Regions from separate parts of the Mus musculus genome. Here region 2 is linked to region 1. The links are chromatin contacts, called in public Micro-C maps. All regions are on one chromosome and are shown on one strand. Each heading gives the region's core, a stretch centred on a gene start, on an enhancer-like site or on the middle of the called end of the contact. The rest is flanking DNA. Distances are from core to core; before and after follow the strand shown.

Evidence for each region. A called contact is a pair of places that touch in the nucleus more often than the background predicts.
Region 2: a Micro-C map of embryonic stem cells shows a contact between it and region 1, with 6 times the contacts expected there. The contact joins the promoter of Dhx40 here to the promoter of Brip1os in region 1. A contact is called at or near these places in 1 of 39 promoter capture datasets (pre-B cells), 2 of 484 Hi-C or Micro-C datasets (embryonic stem cells and stem cell-derived motor neurons) and 1 of 115 datasets of contacts at active chromatin or transcription factors (astrocytes).

What each region holds. Positions count from the first base shown.
Region 1 is chr11:86,198,665-86,203,242 of GRCm38.p6, reverse strand. Brip1os (BRCA1 interacting protein C-terminal helicase 1, opposite strand) reads right to left here and starts at 1,883. Exons shown (of 7, transcript NR_130959.1): 1 at 1,691-1,883. It overlaps Brip1 (BRCA1 interacting protein C-terminal helicase 1), which reads left to right and starts at 2,050. Exons shown (of 20, transcript NM_178309.2): 1 at 2,050-2,134; 2 at 4,249-4,371. The coding sequence starts at 4,279.
Region 2 is chr11:86,805,285-86,809,862 of GRCm38.p6, reverse strand. It overlaps Dhx40 (DEAH (Asp-Glu-Ala-His) box polypeptide 40), which reads left to right and starts at 2,203. Exons shown (of 18, transcript NM_026191.2): 1 at 2,203-2,425; 2 at 3,236-3,403. The coding sequence starts at 2,314.

The DNA.
Region 1 (4,578 bases), core at 634-3,133:
CTCCTTCTTTTCTTCTGACTCTTGGTTATGATAAGCCTTCTCAGCTACTTGCACTAGTTCCTTTAGAGACTTGTCTTACAATCCCTCAAGTTTCTGCAACTTCTTCCTAATATCTCTGCTAGATTGGTCAATAAAGGCAACAGTAACTGTTGCCTTATGCTCTTCACTGCTAGGATCATAGTGGGTAAACTGGCGAAAGGCCTCCATGAGTCTCTCTAGGAAGGCAGAGGGAGACTCATTCAGCCCCTGTACCACTTCCCTTACCTTAGTCAAATTGGTGGGGCAGTGTGCTGACCCTTTGAGACCTGCCATCAGAGCCTGGCGGTGGACCTTCAGGTGCTCCCTACCTTTAGGGGTGTTGAAGTCCCAGTTCGGTCTGGTCAATGGGAAGCCTGCATCAATATTCCCTGGCAGGAGGGAAGGGCGCCCACCTGACCCCGGGACATGTATCCTAGCCTCAAGGATTCGCTGCTTTTCCTCTGTGGTAAAGAGAACCTGAAGCAGTTGCTGACTATCTTCCCATGTGGGCTGATGGGAGAAGTGATTCAATTAAGTTAATTAGACCTTGTGGATTCTCAGAAAATGAGGGGTTATGAGTTTTCCAGTTATATAAGTCATTGGAGGAAAACGGCCAATACTGAAAGGCTGATGACCTTGTTCATCCGGGGACCATAGGCCGGGAGGGGCAGAATATGGGCACCCTCAGGAGTTGCCTCCACTGTCTCTGAGTCTCCTGAGCAGGTCCCTCTGACCTGGGGAGGGAGGAGGATGGCGAGTCCCCCTGATTCTCCAGGCGGAATGGGCGGGGCCAAAGGCCCTGCAGCTTGAGCTGCATGAGGAGAGAGAGAGAGAGAGAGAGAGAGAGAGAGAGAGAGAGAGAGAGAGAGAGAGAGGATAAAGGGGAGGGAGATAAAGAAGAAGATCAGTATCCGTGGTGGGGAGAACATCTTTCTTGGGCCTATCCTGAAGGGCGAAGATTGGCACAGCCATTGGTCCTGAAGAGGAACCGGGCGAACACAAGGAGGGGGATCGGTGACTAAATCTTCCCACACTATGATATATGGGACCTGATTAGGGTGGCTCTTCGAGCCAGCACCAAAAATGCACCTCTTGACGGACAATATAAGAGGCAGTGAGAAAGAACCCTCAGGAGGCCATCCAATCTGAAAGGTGGGCCACTCTGACGAGCAAAAAGTAAACCATTTATTTTTCTTCACATTTACTGAGAGATTGTGAGCTCTAGTCTTAACCTCCCTCCAATGTTCTAGAGTAAAACTCGGAGGGGTGGAAGGTCAGTGTCCCATTCTGTCCAAAAATAACGTCAGTCCCAGTCCACACACAAAAAGAAAAACAGAAAGTAAAATACCAACGCGCCCCTGCCACGAGCGCCACAGAAGATACACTGAATAACTTGGTAGTGGTCTCTTTGCCACTGACCCCCAGATGAAGTCGAGCCCTCCCGGATCTCGCGGATCGGATCCGACTTCCCACTCTGAGAGTCTGGAGCGTCCTCCAGGACTCTTCGTTACCGCAGCGTTAAGGTCGCTTCTGGCAACCCCCGGCAGACAACTCCTTTGCAAACCGAAACCAAACTGACTTGCAGCCGACTCAAAATAGAGGGAACAGACGGAATAGACGCGCGGAATAGACGCACGCCAAGGGCGGACACAAAGAGACACAGCCGCGGTACCTGCTCGAACAATCCTCCGGTCTCCTGTCACTGGACCCGCCAGCAGGACGATTCCCGGTCAATGCACCAAATGTAAGACCCGTCTAACGCCCATTTTGTGCTTCTTAAAGTCTCACAGTACAAGAATTTTTTTTTTTCCTTCAAGCAAATGTGCGGAACTTGTCCCAGTCTTTTTCGCGGGGTGGGGTTTGGGGGAGGGGCGGTGCTCGTCTTCCGGTCCCGCCAAGTACTCGAGGGTTGATTTTACTTCGCGGGCTCCCATTGGGCGGTATAGCGTTGGCCTCGTACGATGATTGGCTGTTTCCTTTTCCGGTCTGGCTGTGTGATTGGCTGACTGGGAACCGAGGGGCGGGAGGCGCGAATTCATCTGTGTGGCGCTGCGGAGTGCAGCCTGGAGAGGGAGGAGTGGCTGTACCTTGGTACCTGGCAGCGTCGGAACAGCCGGTGAGGGAGGACTTTCGTACTCGCGAGCTTTCCTTGTAGGTCGGCTCCGCGTTGCCTTCTGTCAAACGTCAGCCGTTCCTTTTCTCTGGGAGCGGGAGCCAGCCGTGGGCAAATGGAAAGGAGGGCGCGGGGAGGGGACGGGCTCCTGCAGGCTGGCGCCGGCGGGCTCTCGGGCTCTATGGTGTGGCTCCCCGTGGACATGTGAGAACTAGGAGCTTGGGGAAGGAAAGCTGAGGGCCAGGGAGCCTGTCCTTACATTCTGTGAACGCAGGCTGGAGGTAGCCCCAGCTTCCGCGGTACTTCTGGAAGGGCTACAGATTTGTTAACCCGCCCCCCCCCCCCCCTTCTCTTAAAGAGACAGGGTCTCACCCTCCAGCTCTGGCTGGGCTGGAACTCGGAGTGCAGACCTGGCTGCCCTCGATCGATCGTACAGAGATCCACCAGAGATTGTTGGGGGCCAGAAGAATTGCGCCACCACATCCGGAAGTGTGATTGTCTGATGAGTTTTGAGAGGAATGTTGCCACAGCTTCAGGCATAGATTGCCATCTCGATTAATTTTAGTAACACAATATTGAGTTTTTGCTTCAGAATAAGCTGTTAGAGTCCATTAAACCTCAGAGGTTTACAGATAAAAATCAGTGATTGGATACTTTTTCTAACAATATCTTTTATTTATTCTTTGATAGTTTATGCATATATACAAAGTATCTTGACCTATCCCCAGTACATCCTTCACACTGCTTCGGGACCCCTTCACACGCCCCTCCCACCCAATGAGTCCAATTAGTACTGCCTGATGGGATGTTGACAGGTCTCCTTGGCTTGATTTTATGCAGGTCTTGTCTGACAGAACAATATTTAGAAATGAAAAATAACTTAAGAGTGGTGGGTTTTTTGGAGCACAGAAGCTGTGGTTAAAGTTATTGACTTCATGACCTGTTGTACCTTCTGTCTTAACCATCTCCATTCACAGACTGAGTTTACCAGATTTTCTCACCACTGTCGAAATTCTTCAGTCAATAAAAGTGTCTGGGAGGTTAGGTGATGCAAACAGTGGGATTTAAATCTATTTTGTTTCAATTATAATCTCCTGATTTCAGAATTACTGAGCTGACTCAGCAGGTAAAGGACTCAACCGAGCTAGCAGTGTTTAATTCCTGAGACCCACATGGTGAGAGGAGGGAACCTATTCTGTCTCCAGAACACTGTCTTCTCACTTCCACACACGTGTCATGCCATGCGGGTTCTCCTCCCCCAGTAAACTAAAAGATGATTTAAAAAAAATTAAGTGAATTTCTGTGGAAAGATACTTTCTCCCTTACAACAATTTTTAAAGTTAGATATTATTGCAGAAAAGAATTTTAGACTTACAGGTGAAAAATGTTAAGTCATAGATACAACCTGTGCTTCCTGCCCATTCATCTGCCTTTTCCTTCTAACTGGGAGAGTGTGAAAAGGGCAAACAGGAATGTACAGAATAAGAGGAAACAGTGAGGCTATGGAATAGCAGAGCTGCTTCAGAAATCTGTTGTATCTATAAGTTGAATATATGTAATCAAACTTGTTATAGGAGCTTGTGTTTCATCTGCCATGTACAGTATGTTTTTACATTATTTAACTTTTACAGCAGTCTTATAAGGCTTGTTTCTGTTAGGACTCCTATTCTGTACCTGAGGACATGGAGTTCTAGAAAAGTGACTTGCCTTACATCATAACTAATACATCATGGAGTGCCAGTCTAGACTGGTCAGACTCTAGTACGTATGTGCTCTTGACCCTGAGATTTATTTATAAGGATAAGATTTTTTTTTATTTCTATTACTTTTATATATGTGCTTATTAATTCCAGTTTTTATTATCAGACTTCAGCTCTATTGCTAGGTGTCTGGTTTTCTTTGAATGACATTATTTCGATATGTAAACTGTAATCCTTTTTATATTTGTGAGTGTATGTGTGGATGGCTATGCCAGGTAAATGCAGGTTATTGCAGAAGCCAGATAAGGTTGTGGGAGTCCTTGGAGCTGGAGTTACAGGCATTTGTAAGGTGCCTGATGTGGGCTCTGGGAATCCATCTCGCCAACCCTTCTACTGATTTTATTGTTTCTGTTGTAGTGAAGCACCTAAAGTAGAGAAGAAGGCAGAATGTCCTCAGTGTTGTCTGACTACACCATCGGTGGGGTGAAGATCCACTTTCCCTGTAGAGCGTATCCAGCACAGCTTGCGATGATGAATTCTGTAAGTCTTTTACAGCAGCTGAGTCTTTACCAAGAGGCTGTGGCTTGTGATTCCAAGTATACATTGAATTTGTGACTATTCACAGGTATAAAATGATGGCTAGGATTTGTTGGATTCATCTGGAAGAGCACCTAAGTTCTAGGAAAGTGATATGATAACTCTTAAGCTGTGTATGTTTAGGTTAGGATGTAGCAAGAACATCTGAAA
Region 2 (4,578 bases), core at 954-3,453, 610 kb before region 1:
AGAAATACTAGGAATATCCCTATGTCATTAATAGTAAAATAGTCTACATGGCCAAGGTTGGGAAAACCTTGGTTGGATGGTGCTACCATCTAGGCTCCTTGACTTTGTTTTCTTTAATTCGTGGCTTCCAGTTTTATTCTGGATATTTTGCTAGGTGGTTATCAACAAATGGAGTCAACTCTAAGAGTTACAACCACTGAAAGACACTCCTCATTTAAATAATTCCACTTCTCATTCCAGTATTAGGTTAGTATGATTGTGAGGTTTCTTATCTCTCTCTTTTTCATCACCAAGAGGAAGTTTCAGAAATTTCTTTCTCACACGTGAAAACCAGAGAATATTAACCTTTAATCCCATATCCCTGGACAGGCAAACTTCTGGGAGCTCAAAGCTAACCTGATCTACTTAATGAGTTTCAGGCCATCTAGGGCTATATAGTGATATATAGTGAGACTTTGTCCAAAACTGTATATATCAAATACTTAATCATTTAAATACAAATTGCTTAGTAAATGGTCACAATTCCTGATTTGAAATGATTCTGCTTATTTTCTTAGAAAGTGACTTTGTGAAATAGCTGGTCTGTTGCTCAGTTACAGAGGTCACCAATATCTTCATGGTCTGACTACAATTGTATATTTTGATCTCTTCTGACATAATAGTTTGAATTACTAATAGAAATCGAAAGGTTCAGAGATGGTTTTAATGTTTTGGAGAAATCTAAAATGTTCTCCTGTCACTAGGGCTATTGCCTCAGCCGTTAGAAAGTTACACCTGACTTGCTATCATTCAAATTCTGATAAACTTGCATTAAAGGAGTTGTTGATCAGTTACGTTGAAAAGGAGTTGATACATGTACGTTTTAAAGCAAAGTCTTGGATTCTTGTAACATCTTACATCTTTTCTAGTTTGGTCTTGGGTTGATAAGTGAATGGTAGTTTTATGTTGCCTTCCTATAAACCATGATTAATTTTAACAGCAGGAACTACTGAAAAGTGCAAGAAGCAAATGGACAAGGTCACATATATCTGTAATTTAGCACTTGGGTAGCTGAGGCTGGAAGATCATGAGTTCTAGGGTATCCTGGGCTACATAGTGATTTAAGTGTAAGAAGCAGGTTTCTTCACATTTTTTCATAATTAACTCAACTCAGAAAATCAGCTGGCATTATCACTGAAGGACTAGTCCAAGAACCCCCCTCCTTCCCTCCCTCCCTTTTCCCCTCTTCCCCCCCTCCCTCCTTCCTTCTCTTTTCCTCTCCCTTCTTTCTCCCTCTCCCCTTTATTCACCTCCTCTTCTGAGACAGAGTCTCATTCTCAGAATTATCCTGGTGGTAACCCGGAACTCACAGCAACTCTTTTGCCTCTGCCTCGCAAGTGTTAGGACCACACTCAGCTTTGATAAAGTACTGGGTATTGAATCCCAGGGTCTCTCATATCGTAGATAAGTATTCTACCACTGAACTGTACACCAAGTCCCCAACATACCTTTAAAAATAAGTAAACCACACCACCTCAGATAATGTGTATCTGTAGAATTTTCAGCAGTTGTGTTTTCTAAGGAACGTACTTCCACTAAAAGTCAACTTATTTTAAAACAGATGTTAACCCTGTCTCGAAAAAAACAAAAAAAATCAACCAACAACCCAGATGTTATTCATTCATCTATCCTCAACAAACCCTATTGTCCACCTCAAATCACTGCTCCCTGCTGGGTGTACAATATATAGTGTTCCGGAAGTCTGGATCATGTGTGTCTTCCCAGCTTCTTGGAGGGTATGGAAAATATGCAAATAAATGTAAATGAAGGGTTCCATGAAGGAAGTGAAACAGCATGGGAATCTAAGTTTTGAAAACTACAGAACTACAAGTTGGACCGCACTATGTGTCTTGATAGGACGATAGGGAAGTGAGTTGCCCAAGGTCACACTGTAGGATGGCTTCGGCTCCTGGGAAAGGGTCATTCAACTGGTATCTGGAGATAGGCAAGACTTGTGGGGATGCTGTGGTGACTAAGGGCCACACTGGACAAACTGTGACCTGGCCCTCAGGTGTTCAGGTGTGACTTCGCGGGTGGCGGAGGCACGTGGCGATGGGCGGGACTCCTTGGGGGTGGTGCCTCGGGGCCCCCAGGAGCGCGGGCCCGTGCGCGTCCAAGCAGAGGCCGCCACGTCATCGAGCCGCTCCCCCACCCCTCTCAGCCAGTCGCACGCGCGGAAGTAAACACCCCTACGTCATCAGGGCGCGTCCTCGCCTTTCCCCTCCCATCTCCTCGGCTCCGTGGACGTGTTCGCTTCTTCTCCGGACCGGGTCTATGTCCCGGTTTCCCGCCGTCGCGGGCAGGGCGCCAAGGCGGCAGGAGGAAGGCGAGCGGCCAATAGAGCTCCAGGAAGAGCGGCCGTCAGCTGTTCGCATCGCTGACAGAGGTACGGTCCGCGGGACGCTGTGGCACCCGGAGGGAGTTATTTGCGGGGCGAAAAGTACATCTGTGGGCGGCAGAGGAGGTGGGAAGGGAGCTTAGACGTTCTTTTGGTCTTTTAAGCCAGACGACGAACTTTGCGTCCAGTGAGCACTTTGGCTTAGAAGGGGGCGGTCCCAAACCCAAGTTGGGTGAGAACCTCTCTGGGGGGCAAGAAAGTGGACCCGAACGCCCAAATGCCTTCTGCTGTTCTACAGCCTCATAAAGCCTTTGTTCTCTACCCGTTCATCCCCCTCCCCTTCGTCGGGCCGCCAGCCTGCCTTTGGGTACGGTATGAAGGGAGCCCGTTTCCAGGAGCCAGTTTCCATGGTTACCCACCACTTGGCCTTCTGGGATATCAGTCACTCTGAACAGGGACCTAACTTGAACTGTGAATCAGAAGCAAATACAGGTGGCTTCTTCTTCTTCTCAGAGTTGTTCTGCTGTGCTCAGGTTGTTGATCTATTGTTTAATAAAATTGAGTTTAGTTTTTCCAGGTAGGTATGCATACATACACGTTGTCTTGTGCTTGACTGACTTTGTCAAGTACGGCGAGTTACACATCAACAATGTTGAAGTTGTTTGATTTTACCAAAAAAAGTTATTCTGAGTTTATAAACTTTCACGTGTGATTTGTACATGGTTGACGTAACTGAAAAGTCATAGATTGATCTTTCCCGTTGTGCGATTCCTGTGCATTCTTCTTTCAGGTCTGAGCCATTGTCAGAGAGCTCTTCTCAGGTGTTTTCATTGCACAATTGTTTTTGTGTTGTTACAGAAGAGAAAGGATGCACATCACAGGAGGGAGGAACAACTCCAACGTTTCCTATTCAGAAACAAAGAAAAAAGCTCATTCAAGCTGTGAGGGACAACTCGTTCCTCATCGTTACTGGAAATACAGGAAGTGGTAAAACAACTCAACTCCCTAAATACCTTTATGAAGCAGGTAATTTTATTCTTGGATAAAGCTGGAAGCACTAAAGAGAGAAATTCTTTAAATTTTAATGAAAGTACTGTAGTGTGCAAATGCCCATTGCTGCGTTGCTTTGTCAGATCCTTAGCCTCCCTATGTCTCCTTGGCTTTCTGGATTTATTTCAGGCTCCGGAATTGTTGGGGTGACATATTAAACTACAATGATAATAATAATAATAATAGAAGAAGAAGAAGAAGGCTGATTGTGGTGGTGCACACTTTTAATCCCAGCACTTGGTAGGCAGAGTCAGGAGCATCTCTGAGTTGTAAGGCTAGCATGGTTTACATATTAAGTTCCAGGCCAGCTATGGTTATATGATAAGAAGGAAAAATAAAAGGATGTTAATTTTCTCTTTTAGGATAAGGTTATCTCATTAGCCAGTGAGAACTGAAACAATTGTGAATTGGAAAGGATAGTTGACCTCTGTTGGGGACATATTTTTGTTGGGGGGGTGTTGGTTTTTTTTTTTTTTTTTTTTTTGAGACAGGGTTTCTCAGTGTAGCCCTAGAACTCACTCTGTAGACCAGGCTGGCCTGGAACTCAGAGATGCACCTGCCTCTGCCTCTTGAGTGCTGGGATTAAAGGTGTGTGCCACCACTACTTTGCTGTTGCTGACAATTTATTCTTCCTCTAGACCGTTATCAGACAAATATTCTCAGATTCTACCAGAATTGAGCAAACAAATTACCAATAAAGTGTCTCATCAGTGTGGCAACATTCTCTTTCATAATTTTGGAAAAGAGAAAATTATATATTACTCATATTAAAATAAAAGTTAATTTGGGGGGTACTAGAGAGATGGCTCAGCAGATGTAAACTCTTGCTGCTGCTTCAGAAGACCAGATTTTTGTTCCCAGCACCTATATTGGCGGTTCACAACCACCTATAACTCTAGTTTGGGGGATTCCGATACCCTCCTCTGGACTCCTAGGGACCTGAATGTGCACATTCAAAGACAGAGATATATATACACTATACATAAATAAAAACATATCCTTTGAATTTTTAAGTCTTTTTCTTTTTTTCCAAGACAAGGTTTCTCTGTGTAGCCCTGGCTGTCTTGGAACTAAGAGAGCCACTTGCCCGTGACTCCTGAGTTCTGTGATTAAAGGTGTATGTTACCATTGCTGGGAATTTTTTTTTTTTT